Linked DNA regions of Mus musculus: all the other regions are linked to region 2. A link is a contact called in public Hi-C and HiChIP or PLAC-seq data. All regions are on one chromosome and are shown on one strand. The core of a region is the stretch at or near the end of the contact, and the rest is flanking DNA. Distances in the headings are between cores, read along the strand shown.

The links. A called contact is a pair of places that touch in the nucleus more often than the background predicts. HiChIP or PLAC-seq counts read pairs in DNA pulled down with a chosen protein or histone mark.
Region 1: an H3K27ac HiChIP or PLAC-seq map of extraembryonic endoderm stem cells shows a contact between it and region 2, with 5 times the contacts expected there. The contact joins the promoter of Eif5a2 here to the enhancer-like site in region 2. A contact is called at or near these places in 4 of 39 promoter capture datasets (the C10 cell line, embryonic stem cells and hematopoietic stem and progenitor cells) and 2 of 115 datasets of contacts at active chromatin or transcription factors (astrocytes and extraembryonic endoderm stem cells).
Region 3: a Hi-C map of granulosa cells shows a contact between it and region 2, with 2.7 times the contacts expected there. The contact joins two enhancer-like sites. A contact is called at or near these places in 8 of 484 Hi-C or Micro-C datasets (cardiomyocytes, cortical neurons, granulosa cells and 3 more), 1 of 115 datasets of contacts at active chromatin or transcription factors (astrocytes) and 3 of 9 other capture datasets (embryonic stem cells, macrophages and pancreatic islet).

What each region holds. Positions count from the first base shown.
Region 1 is chr3:28,779,485-28,783,184 of GRCm38.p6, reverse strand. It overlaps Eif5a2 (eukaryotic translation initiation factor 5A2), which reads right to left and starts at 1,908. Exons shown (of 5, transcript NM_177586.6): 1 at 1,772-1,908; 2 at 969-1,169; 3 at 353-457. The coding sequence starts at 1,133. 1700112D23Rik (RIKEN cDNA 1700112D23 gene) reads left to right here and starts at 2,063. Exons shown (of 3, transcript NR_166152.1): 1 at 2,063-2,214.
Region 2 is chr3:27,986,939-27,991,140 of GRCm38.p6, reverse strand. The region is part of intron 2 of Pld1 (phospholipase D1); the gene reads right to left. Among named protein-coding and RNA genes, the nearest start is that of Pld1, 50 kb to the right of the region's middle. Within about 2 kb of position 2,805, at least 42 of the 459 cell types and tissues checked have an H3K27ac peak or open chromatin away from gene starts, as enhancers often do. A contact at or near this core is called in extraembryonic endoderm stem cells and granulosa cells, where this site is marked.
Region 3 is chr3:28,547,111-28,550,794 of GRCm38.p6, reverse strand. The region is part of intron 7 of Tnik (TRAF2 and NCK interacting kinase); the gene reads right to left. Among named protein-coding and RNA genes, the nearest start is that of Mir466q, 130 kb to the right of the region's middle. Within about 2 kb of position 1,289, at least 34 of the 459 cell types and tissues checked have an H3K27ac peak or open chromatin away from gene starts, as enhancers often do. A contact at or near this core is called in granulosa cells, where this site is marked.

The DNA of each region.
Region 1 (3,700 bases), core at 659-3,158, 790 kb before region 2:
ACCTGGATTTGATCTCCAACACAGGATAGCCAGGCACAAAGATGCAACCTACAATCTCAGCATTCACAGGCAGAGGCCCGAGTGTCCGAGACTGAAGATCATCCTTGAATAGTGAGTTCAAGGCCAGCCTGAGACCTATGATCTCCTACTTCACAACAGAAAAAGGCACAGAATATTAACAACAACAACAACAGAACTAAACAAAGCACTATTTCTCTAATCTGTAAGATAAGTGGAGTCTAGTAACTGGTAAGGAATATACTCTATAAAACTACTCTCAAGTCTTGTCAAACTACTACTAAAGAGGGTGTTTATACACTTCTGAAATGCTGTTAAAGAAATCAGTACTTACTTGATAATCGTTTCTCTTAATATTTGGAACATCCATGTTGTGAGTAGAAGGACAAATGTCTTCATATTTTTTGCCAGTGAAAATGTCAATTCCAACAAGGTGTACCTGACAGAGGAGAGAACCACAGGAAACATGTTTAATCTCTGTCAGCTATGTCACTCCCTACACAGCAGCACAATCCCAGCTCTGACTGTAATGGAGCCTTTCACCTCTTCCAAGGTCATCTTACTTTCTTTAAAAAAAGTTGCAGTGACACAGAACGAGATTCAGTAAGTACCCAAAACCCGAACAGTTTCATGGCATCAAAACTCAACACACCACACACGTCAGCAAGTCAATTAACAAGAGTCCACAGAAAGTGAAAACCAAGTCTCTTAGAATTAGAAGAACAGGCTTGTTTCTACTAAACACGGATTTAAAAAAGTTTTAGTTTCCAGTTAATGAAACATTCTAAGGGTCCGATTAAATGGAGAGCTTTACTGAGAGTAATGTCTGACCATTCAAGAGACTGAGGGGAAGGAAAAAAAGTTATTTTTCAATATAGAAACCTCACGATGTAGAATGGAACACGAATGATCTTAACGGTGAAGCCAAAAAATGACTTGGAAGGGCCTACCTTGGCATGACCATGCTTCCCAGTCTTGGAAGTTGACATCTCCACGATTTTGCATGGTCGCCCTTTGAGCACGACGAAGCCGTTTTTGCGCAGGGCTGAGCACTGCATAGGATAAGTGCTGGAAGCCCCTGCATCTCCAGTAGTGAAATCAATTTCGTCTGCCATGGTGGACTGGGGAGATGTGCGGTTTTTCTGAGGGAACTATGCGAAAAGTTTGTTTGCGTTTTAATAACCGGCATGCAGGCGGGGTTATGTCTCATTTTGAAGACAGGTAGCCGAGCATCACTAGCCCGTTATGTTTGCATTTATAGAACACCCACTCTGAGTGGAGTATACTTTGCCATTCAGGCCTCTGAAAACTTTTCCAGCCCTTGGTGGGAGGTGGGGAAAGGAGCCGCAGAAGAGCTCGCCGGAGAGTGAAGGCGACACCAGCGCCCAGCCGGCAGGTCCAGTCCCCACCACCCCACCGCAAGAAGTGCCCACGACCTTCCTGCGCCGGGATGCGGGGCCCGGCGCCTCCCTCCGTCCCATCCCCGCTGCCAAGGTATCAGCCAGGCCGCAGGTTCGGGGAAGACTGGGACAGGAGCACCCGGCCGGTTGCACCTGGCCCTCAGTGCGCCTAGGACCCGCAGCGGCGCCGCCCTGGCATCCCGGTTCGGCCCAGCGGTAAAGGGCCCTAGCTCCGGCGGTCCCGCGCTTGCCGCCCTCCAGTTCCCAAGCATCTCGGCTCCTCCCCTCGCCCGGACCCCAGCATCACCGGCTGCATCCCCCGCCGCCCCGCCGACCCGGCCCCAGGTCTTCACCTTCCGGCCCCGCACCGCACGCCTTTGCTGCGTCCGCCGGTCCCTGCGGCTGCGGCGGCGCTGGCGGCCGCGGCTGGTCCAGGAGACGGGGCGGGGCCGCCACGCTTCCCACACCCGGCTCCCCGCCCCGGCCCGCCCAGCCCGGGCCCGCCCCGCCGCGACCACACTTCCGGGATAGGCCCCGGCGCGCCACAGGCCCCGCCTCCAGGTCGCCCATTGGCTCGAAGCTTCCCGAGGTCCCGCCCCGTCACGTGAAGCTCGCCCTGGCAACCCCACGTGCTGCGGATTAGTGCACTTCCGGCGTGCAGAGCTGCCTGCAGTCGACTGTTTGAAGCTTCGCAGTGTTCCCGGGCGAGATGCATCCTCATCTTCAGTTCGGCGCCCAGTTGACCTTGGGGACGACTATTAGGACCAGGTAGCTTGCTCTGGGCCCTAGCACGCAGGTGCGTGGATGCTGTCACTTAATGGTCTTCAAACTCTCAAGTCCTGCTGATTTTGCAAGAGTCCCGAGTGTTGGTGGAGTGGAACTTTGATTCAAGCTTCTGGTACAGCTTGCAGCCCTCCTTGGGGCTGGAATCCGTGCTTGGAGCTCGAAGAGTGCTAGGTGTGGTATGCTATTTCATGATTCTGCATTGTAGATCCTCAGAGGACTCCAGACACTATGACGAGGTGCTGGTGAAGTCAGCAGTGTTCTCAGGGGCGGGAAATCCCATGTACCCGAGACTCTACGGTGACCTTTGATCTTCCTGGCATCGGTGTGCCCTAGAGTTTGAGGTTTTGTTTTTGTTTTTGTTGTTAAATGATTAAAGACAAAGATTCTCGAGAAGTGTGCTTTCCTTTCACAGTTTTATCATAGCTTCATCTCTCACCTTGGAAAGAATCAAGGTAATTAACTGACCACCCCACAACCCAGTTCATGTTGTTCAGTGATTTGGTATTGCTGTCCTATAAACAAATCTAGTCTCATAGTCACTTACACGTATATGCAGAACACATTTCATTTGTGTTGTCTAGAAGCAATAAGCACATGGCTTCCATAAAGTAAACTCTGCCTCTTGTTACAGAAAGAGCCGAATTAGGACCCCTGGCTTCTGAGTTCCCTCTGCTTTTCCCTATTGTTGTTGTTACTATTGCTCCTGCTAATACTTAAGTAAGAATTACATAGTGTACTGTTTCATCTCTATTATTAAATCTTGACTACTAAAGTTTTTGTTTAAACTAAGGTTAATGTTAGAATATATATGAAATAAGATTTAAGAGGCTTGAAAAAGGAAATCAGATGTACGATCACCTCCATTGTCAGGATATAGTAGAATATTATCACGTTCCAAAATTTTCTGTGCCTTTTGGTCATCAGCCCTCTTTTTCACCCCTACCTTACACCCAGCCAGACCTTCCCAACTATTAACAGTTACTCTTTTACTCCTCATTTTGAATTATGGGGAAAGGCTGGGCAGGACAATAAGGCAGGGTATAAGAGCCACTCATAATCAAAGTTGAAATCACTTCTTTGTCTATCACCATATTCATGTAAGATTTGTATGTGGACCCAAATGACTATTTAATTCGACAAATACAGTGACTTTTCCCGAGGTCTCTAGAACACTGAAGTGGCAAATTCTCAGCCCTTGATTCTGGGAGAGTTACAGTATTAGGTTCCTTGTAGGTTCCGGAGGCCACATTTTCATGGTGAACAAGTGATTGGTATGTTTAGTTCTACAAGAGGCACGTTATTTCACATGTATTTTTTTAACTTTGGGCGTGTGGCTAAAAGCACTAAGCCTGAAGGTATTTGATGTACCCACTTGTCTTCTCTATTTGGCACAACAGAACCTTGTGCATAGGAACACCAAAGAACATTTCAGCATGGGGTTTGGGAGGTCGGGGTGTGGGGGGGGAGTGCATTTTAAGCAGGGTAATCACCAACAG
Region 2 (4,202 bases), core at 1,556-4,055:
CTGAGGATGCCTCAGGATGCTGGCACACTCTTTCTGCACATCATCAAAGCTGTCAGACTAAACAACTGTCACCAAAGCACTGCGTATGTGAAGAACACATCCAAGGGCCTCTCCTATGCTGATGTTTCAATTATTAAGGTGATGTCATCAAGTATACAAAGTCATCTTGCCTTAATTCTCACCTCTTAACCTTGATCAGTGTTGATTTGTATGATTAAAAAAAAACATAATAAAGCCTTGGGCTGGGAAGATGACTGAGTGGATAGTGCTAACTGGGCGAGCATGAAGACCCAAGTCTGGATCCGCAGTACCTGTGTGACAGCCCGGTATGGTGGCACAAACCTTTACCTCTACACACACACACACACACACACACACACACACACACCATCATATGGTGGCATGAACCTTTACCTCGCACCCCCCCCCCAACACACACAGGGCAGAGATACTGGCTCTTAGGGGGCTCATAGTCCAACCTACAGTAGTGAGCGCATGGTTCAGTGAGGCTAGACTCACACTCGGAAAACCTAGGTTGGAGAAGCAATTGAAGAAGACATCCCTATGACAGACACCCTCTGGACCCCACACATGCCACACAGACAGCTGCACTGAATACACACAAATACTACTCCTAATAATAATAATAAATCCCTATTAAAGAAAAAGGTACCCAGGCATGATGGCATATGCCTCTAATCCTAGCGGTTGTGAGGCCAACGAAGGTAGATCTCTGTGAGTTAGAGGCTAGCCAGCTCTACACAGAAGTCTCAGGATAGATGAGGTTACCCAGAGAGATCCTATCGCAGAGAAATAAAAATAAAGAGGAAGGAAGAAAAACTTTAGATTAAAAATTTGAGATTACTGAAATCATACCTATGGCTGAGAATGGGCACTCAGCTGGTAGAGAGCTTGTTTAATCCTTACAAAGCCCTGTGTTCAGACCCAGCACTGTATAATTTACGTGTGGTAGCACAAATCCGAACTTGTAGCATTTAGGACATAGAGGTAAGGGGATCACAAGTTCAAGACCATTGAAGGCTACATATTGAGTTTGAAGCCAATCTGAGATACATGAGACCTGGTTACACACACACACACACACACACACACCACATACATGTGAGCAGAGACGGGTAAGGGCGGGGGCGCGATACACAAGCAAAACTAGTCCCTACTCTACATGAGCTATACTGCTATAAATCAATCAACCTTCTAAATGTTTTTTGCCAACTTCTATGTTTTTGCTAAATTGAGCATAATTTGTTCATGTTCCATTTTTTAAATGAGTATTTACATTTTTAAGTAAACTTCAGGATGCATAGCTTCAGAAAGCCCTGAGGATTGACAGAATAACCCAAGCTTTGTTCATCAACAGGAAGTCATGCTGGGCAGGAATGAAGAGGGCCGAAAGCTAAACAATAACAAGTTCCCTAGCTGAGTGGTTTGATAATTTTAGACTTGGAAAGTCTAGAAAATCCCCCAAACTAGCTTTAAGACAGTGTGCAATTTGCTAAGCTTTCTATCCATCCACACAAACTGGCCACCTCCAGGCTTTCGTAGGGAGTGTTGGGGAGGGTGGTGTGAGGTACGGATGCATGCACACATGTAAGTGCAAGCTTATGGAGACCAGAGGTTGAAGTCAGGGGTCCCCCTCCATCGCTCTCCATTTTATTTTGGATACAGGATCTTTCTCAACTGATTCAGCTATGCTGGCTGGCCAGCAAGCCCAAGGGATCCTCTTGTGTCTACTAGCCCAGTGCTGGGATCACAGGTGAGTATGGTTGTGGCTAGCTTTTTTTATTATTTCTTTCTCCTCTACATGACTGCTAAGATCCTCGTATTCGTGAACAGCTAGTTCACTAACTGAGCCATCTCCCCAGCCCATCACGGGTATTACTGACTAGCCACAGACAACCTCTCTACTTTGGTTGGAAAGCAGAGCACAAGCTCACACATGTCTAGGTGGAGGAAGGACAGGAAGGGCACACCTTCCTGAATGACAGGGGTTAACTAACAGGCACACCTTTGATGGGAATATCAGCACAGATGTCAGCACTAATATGATTTTTTTGTCACTAGTATAATGAACACCAGGGACATTTCCTAAGAAAGCAATCATACCTGTCTTCTCCAGCACTGAACTTCCTCTAAGACACAATCCTGTGGCTGATTTGGCCTTACTGGACTCTCTAGGGTAGTTGCTAGCTGTAAAACACGTATAATTAACACAGCCAAGCTTTTAGGGGTAGCTAAGAGGATGGAATAAAAGACTCAGAAGAGTAGCCATACCAGGAAATCTGTTGAGTGGCAGTTATTACTGCTATGACCAGTACATCACTGCTCCTATTGTGACCACTCCCTGTACCACTCCAGGACACATCAGCTCAAACTTCCTTTGGGTTCTTCAGAACCAGTAAAGGTGTGTGATTTGATAAACTGTGGGAGAATACTCTCTCAGTTTCTGCAATCCTGGGAAGATAGAAGATAGTTCTTATTGTCATTCTGAAAACAGTGAATTCCCAGGATGGATGGGATTATCCTGTCCCTTGCTGTTTGATGTATGAACACAAGACCTATGCATGCCAGTGTCTTGAGTAAGCAAGGCTAAGGTAAAAAAAAAAAAAACCCATGAGGTTAAGGATGGTAAAGGCAGAGAATGCAGAACTTACTAATGTCCCCTAAATAAAGTCTGTCAGGATCCCACACTGTGGCTCAAGAGCCTCCCAGACTTTGTACAGCAAAGACTATGGGGAGGAGAGCGATCTGAGGTATGAATGGAATTCACTGATTAACTGGAGATGTGCGGGCAGACATGCACCTCTAACAGCACAGCTGCTCTTGGCTGTTCATGTCCTCCCCCTCAGTCTTGTGTTCTGGGACGATTTGGTTCTAGATGTGTGCCATGGCCAGGTGTTCCATTTGCCCAAGGGCTGTCCCTAACTTTGTCTCAGATTCACTCTAAGAGAAAAACTGGCATGGCATGCTGCCGGGTCCTCAGATGGGGCATAAACTGCCTGATGGGCATGGGGTATCTCCAGTGCCTTGAATGAAAAGCCAATGTGGGATAAAAAGTTAACCAGCTCAGAGCTCAGTTTGAGATATGGTGGCATAGAGCCAGCCAAGTGCTGCTAGCTGCTTAATGTGAGCCAAAGGAGTCGTAATGCAGGGTGTGCTCGACCAGTCTGTCAGGACAATGAGAACTGCCTGACTGTCGTAAGGTGGAAGTCTAGTTGGCTCACGTAGTCTAGCCCTGGGTTTTAGAAATCAAGCACCCTTCTTCATAGCCTCCATAGGCCTTATGATTAGAGAAAATATATTTCTTGTGTGTATGTGCTCTTGGAAAGCCCCTAGATCTCTGACTTGGAGATGGTTTCCCAGTTATAGCACTCTTTGTCAGTTTGTTTATTTCTATTTCAACCAGAGATATGTTGTCACTGTGTGTCATTGCCAGGTGGAAAAATAAAAATCTCCAGGCACATTCGAACAAGATGATTTGGCCAGGACACATAAACTGTGTGACTTCATACAGATTTTATCCATATTTCACTCAGCACAGATAAGCAATCAGTGAGTAAAATAGCTTTTATATTTTTCTTTAAAACCACCAGCTATCAATGATCCCCTTTAAGATTTAAATTAATATGGGCACACCGGGGAAAAATTCCTGAACAGAACAGCAATGGCTTGTGCTTTAAGATCAAGAATAGACAAATGGGACCTCATAAAATTGCAAAGAATAGACAAATGGGACCTCATTTAAAAAATTCTGTAAGGCAAAAGACACTGTCAATAAAACAAAAAGGCCACCAACAGATTGGGAAAGGATTTTTACCAATCCTAAATCTGATAGGGGACTAATATCCAATATATACAAAGATCTCAAGAAGCTGAACTCCAGAAATTCAAATAACTCCATTACAAAAATGGGGTACAGAGCTAAACAAAGAATGCTTAACTGAGGAATACTGAAGGGCTGAGAAGCACCTGAAAAAATGTTCAACATCCTTAATCATCAGGGAAATGCAAATCAAAACAACCCTGAGATTCCACCTCACACTAGTCAGAATGGCTAAGATCAAAAATTCAGGTGACAGCAGATGCTGGCGAGGATGTGGAGAAAGAGGAACACTCCTCCATTGCTGGTGGGATTGCAAGCTTGTACAACCACTCTGGAAATCAGTCTGGCGGTTCCTCAGAAA
Region 3 (3,684 bases), core at 40-2,539, 560 kb before region 2:
TGGACCTCTGGCAGGGAGTTAGATTTGTGACCAGATCTACAGCCAATGAGACATACACAAACAGCCCTGGGGGCTTGTGCTTTTCCCAAAATAGGGAGCTAACACAGCTGCTGTCTTACAAACTCCTTTCAACTTCTTAATGCCTTGAATAAAAACATGGCGTCTGGAGTTACAACACCCATCTTGCAACCGGGGGCAACATGCCAACTACTGATGAATGATGCTGGGGAAGGAAGGGGGGAGGGAGGCAGAGCTTCTGAAGATAGATAGATAGCCATGCTCCTCACATTGGCTCTGGGCTTCGTTACTCTAGATTTCCAGTGATGGGGTAAGGGTGATTCCAGCCAAAGATACTTGAAAATGACCCTAAGTAAGTGTGTATGTATCTATATGTGTGTGTGTGTGTGTGTGTGTGTGTGTGTGTGTATATATATATATATATATATATGTTTGTGTGTATACATGTATAGATATGTATATGTGCATACATGCGTGTGTGTATGTATATGTTTGCATACATGTATACATGTAGTATGTATATGTGTGGTGTGCTGTGTGTGTGTGGTGTGTGGTGTGTGTGTGTGTACACATTCACAGCAGTAGTAGAAGAGAAACACGAAGAGGCAGAGTTTGACAATAGGGAAATCCTAGAACTGTACCACAGGAAGCAGGAATGGATAGTAAAAAAGCGATGCCTCTCTTGATTAGCCTTCTTAAACACACACACACACACACACACACACACACACACACACACACCAGTTATAACCAAAAGCCCCATCATTCCATCCAAATAAACTGTGCATCCTTGTCTAGTCACATGACCAGGCTAGTCACATGACTATTGCTTCTTGACGTCTTTGTTTCCCATTATTAACAGGATCATTTTGGACTAGAGTTATACTATTTTTCCAAGAGGAAATATTTATGTTCTTAAATTCCTGTTCAGATAAAGCCAAAGCTGCTTGTAATCTCTGCTTAACTGCCTGTGTTGCAAGCTGTAAACGTCCCTGACAGGCCCTGCCTAACCTTGAGATGCATTACTGGATCCCAAAGACACTTCAGAACTTAAAGGAGAAAGTGCCCCATTCCCACTGGCAAGGTGATGGCAAGAGGGGAGCAGGGAGGAAGTGGGGGAGGCAGGCCTTACGTTTCCTCCTGGCCATGGTGCGGCTCATCCTGACTGGTGGTGGGAAATTCACTCTTTCCTCAGCACTGGGCTGCCGTGCCTGCAGCATGACTAACAGCCCATCCCTGTGCACATTACAAACAGAACAGAGACAAATTATAGTGCCTCTCAGAAGGCAGGCGCAAGGTACAGCTTCTGGCTGGGGCCTGGGGACATTTGGCACACAGTAACCTACACAAAACAAAAGGCATTCTTTCTGACCCGGGCTGCCCCATCAGAGTGGAAGAGAAGCAAAGCATCCCTAGGTTAAAACTGCCACTCTGGATGAGGGACTAGCCAGGAGCCTGGTGTGCACCCCTGCAGCCACAGACTCTGAATGTCTCTGACACAGCTGGAAACACAGTGGCAAGACCAAGCCAGCAAGAGTCGGGATTCCATTTCCTCAGCTGCAACGTGAAGAGAACACATAGCGTGCGGGGTTGATATAAGAATTCAATAAGTTGATATGCTCTAAGTACCTAACATGACACGATGCACATAGCAGACATTTAACAAATAAGGTGCAGAAGGACTCTCGGGGTCATTTATTATCAACTGACAGCTCAGTCAGCTTGCATGTCCAAATGGAAGACTATTTTCATGGCTGGGAAGCACTGTAGAACCATCCATGCTGTGTGTACTTGTTATCAAGCGATTGTCTGTCTGTCTAAACCACCAAGCTACCCTCACTTTGGGATACTTAGGCCCTCACAATTGTTTATCTTTCTGACATCTGACCACACTCTGCTAGTGGGGGCCCACAGTGAGAGACTTTTAGGCTTCCGAGCCATGAAAATAGTCTTCCATTTGGACATGGACGTGTAGTTTGTCTTTCTGTTTTGAAAGTTTTCAATAAAAAAATCATATACATGCGTGTGGTCCTTATGAAGATCTACTTAGACTACCGGTAGGAGCTGCAGAGAAGCAAGTTCTGGTTTAAAAGGAGCCAACAAGAGATGGACAACACCCACAGAGAGCTGGGTTATAAGAAACTGCTTGTTTCCTTAGGTCACAAAGAATCGTCAGAAAAAGCAGCCTTTCCTGAGATGTGTGACTACAAAACTGCCCCACCCCATCTCTTAGCACGTGTCAGACACTGTGTGATAGCTTTATAAATATTAACCCACTTTATGGTATTACAACATTGTGATAGATAATTGATTATTCACGTTTTGTGCAGGCCCAGAGAAGTTAAATGGTTCCCCGGAGGCACTGCAAGAATAAGAGGCATGGTCTGGTTTATAGCCGTCCTGTCTGACTTCAAAGTATCAATCATGCTCACTCTCATTTCAGATACCTCCATGCTAGACGACCCAAGGGAGGGTCAGTGAGGAGGTCCAGGCAGCCGCAGCCACTGATAACCCCATCACAGAGAAAACAAAGAGACACCGCCCATTCCTGCCATGGGAGACTGTGGGGAGACCCATCCTCCACTGGATCAGTCTCCCTTCCTTCAGCACTGTCCCTGAAGGAAGGGAGACTGCTGCTGAGACTGAGGAGACAATCCCACCTGGTGGCACTACCTGGTGACTGCATTGTCGTCTTCTGTCTGAGCAAATTCAGAAGGACCTATGTATAGGGCTTAGTACACAGGAAGCAGGAGATGCTTACAAATGGAATTTCTACCCTGCTTGGCAATCTATCCAATGTGTTCTCTATGATACCTGCCTTCCGGTGATTCTCCCATTACATAACTGCTCACCTCATTTCCAGCTGACCCCCTTGTTCAAAGGGCCATTTGCATGCTGCCTGAATAAAGTCTGGGTTCTGGGATACTGAAGGAGCTGAGCCGTTTCTTGGCAAGCAGTGGAAACACCCACACCTGCAGAGAGGCTGCCACTTTTGTGAGACAAGGCTCTTGATACAATAGAGGTGAGCGACACAGCAGGTTTTGAAAGGCCAGGCTCATAGGCAGGAGCCCACTAGACATGGGGTGTGGGGAGGAGGCATTTCCTTGGACTTACTTCTATTACCTCACTAGCTTAATTATATGAGTAAGTTCTACTGATGCAAAGGCATTAAACAGGACAGAAATAAAATAAGACCTAAGAATTCATCATTCAAGTGCTCGAAGACCAAGTACTCTTCTGCATTCCAGGATATTTGCAGACTGACCACCACCCCATTGTGTATATGCATGTGCACATGCGTGCATGTACGTGCATACATGTGTGTATGTGTGTATGTGTGTACGTGTGTATGTGTGTATGTATGTATGTGTGTATGCATGTATGTATGTGTGTATGTATGTGTGTATGTATGTATGTATGCATGCATGCATGCATGTATGTATGTGTGTATGTATGTATGTATGTATGTATGTGTGTATGTATGTATGTATGCATGCATGCATGTATGTATGTGTGTATGTATGTATGTATGCATGTATGTATGTATGTGTGTGTATGTATGTATGTATGTATGTGTGTATGCATGTATGTATGTATGTATGTATGTGTGTATGTATGTATGTATGTATGTATGTATGTGTGTTCCCACATCAGGGGAGTTGGAGT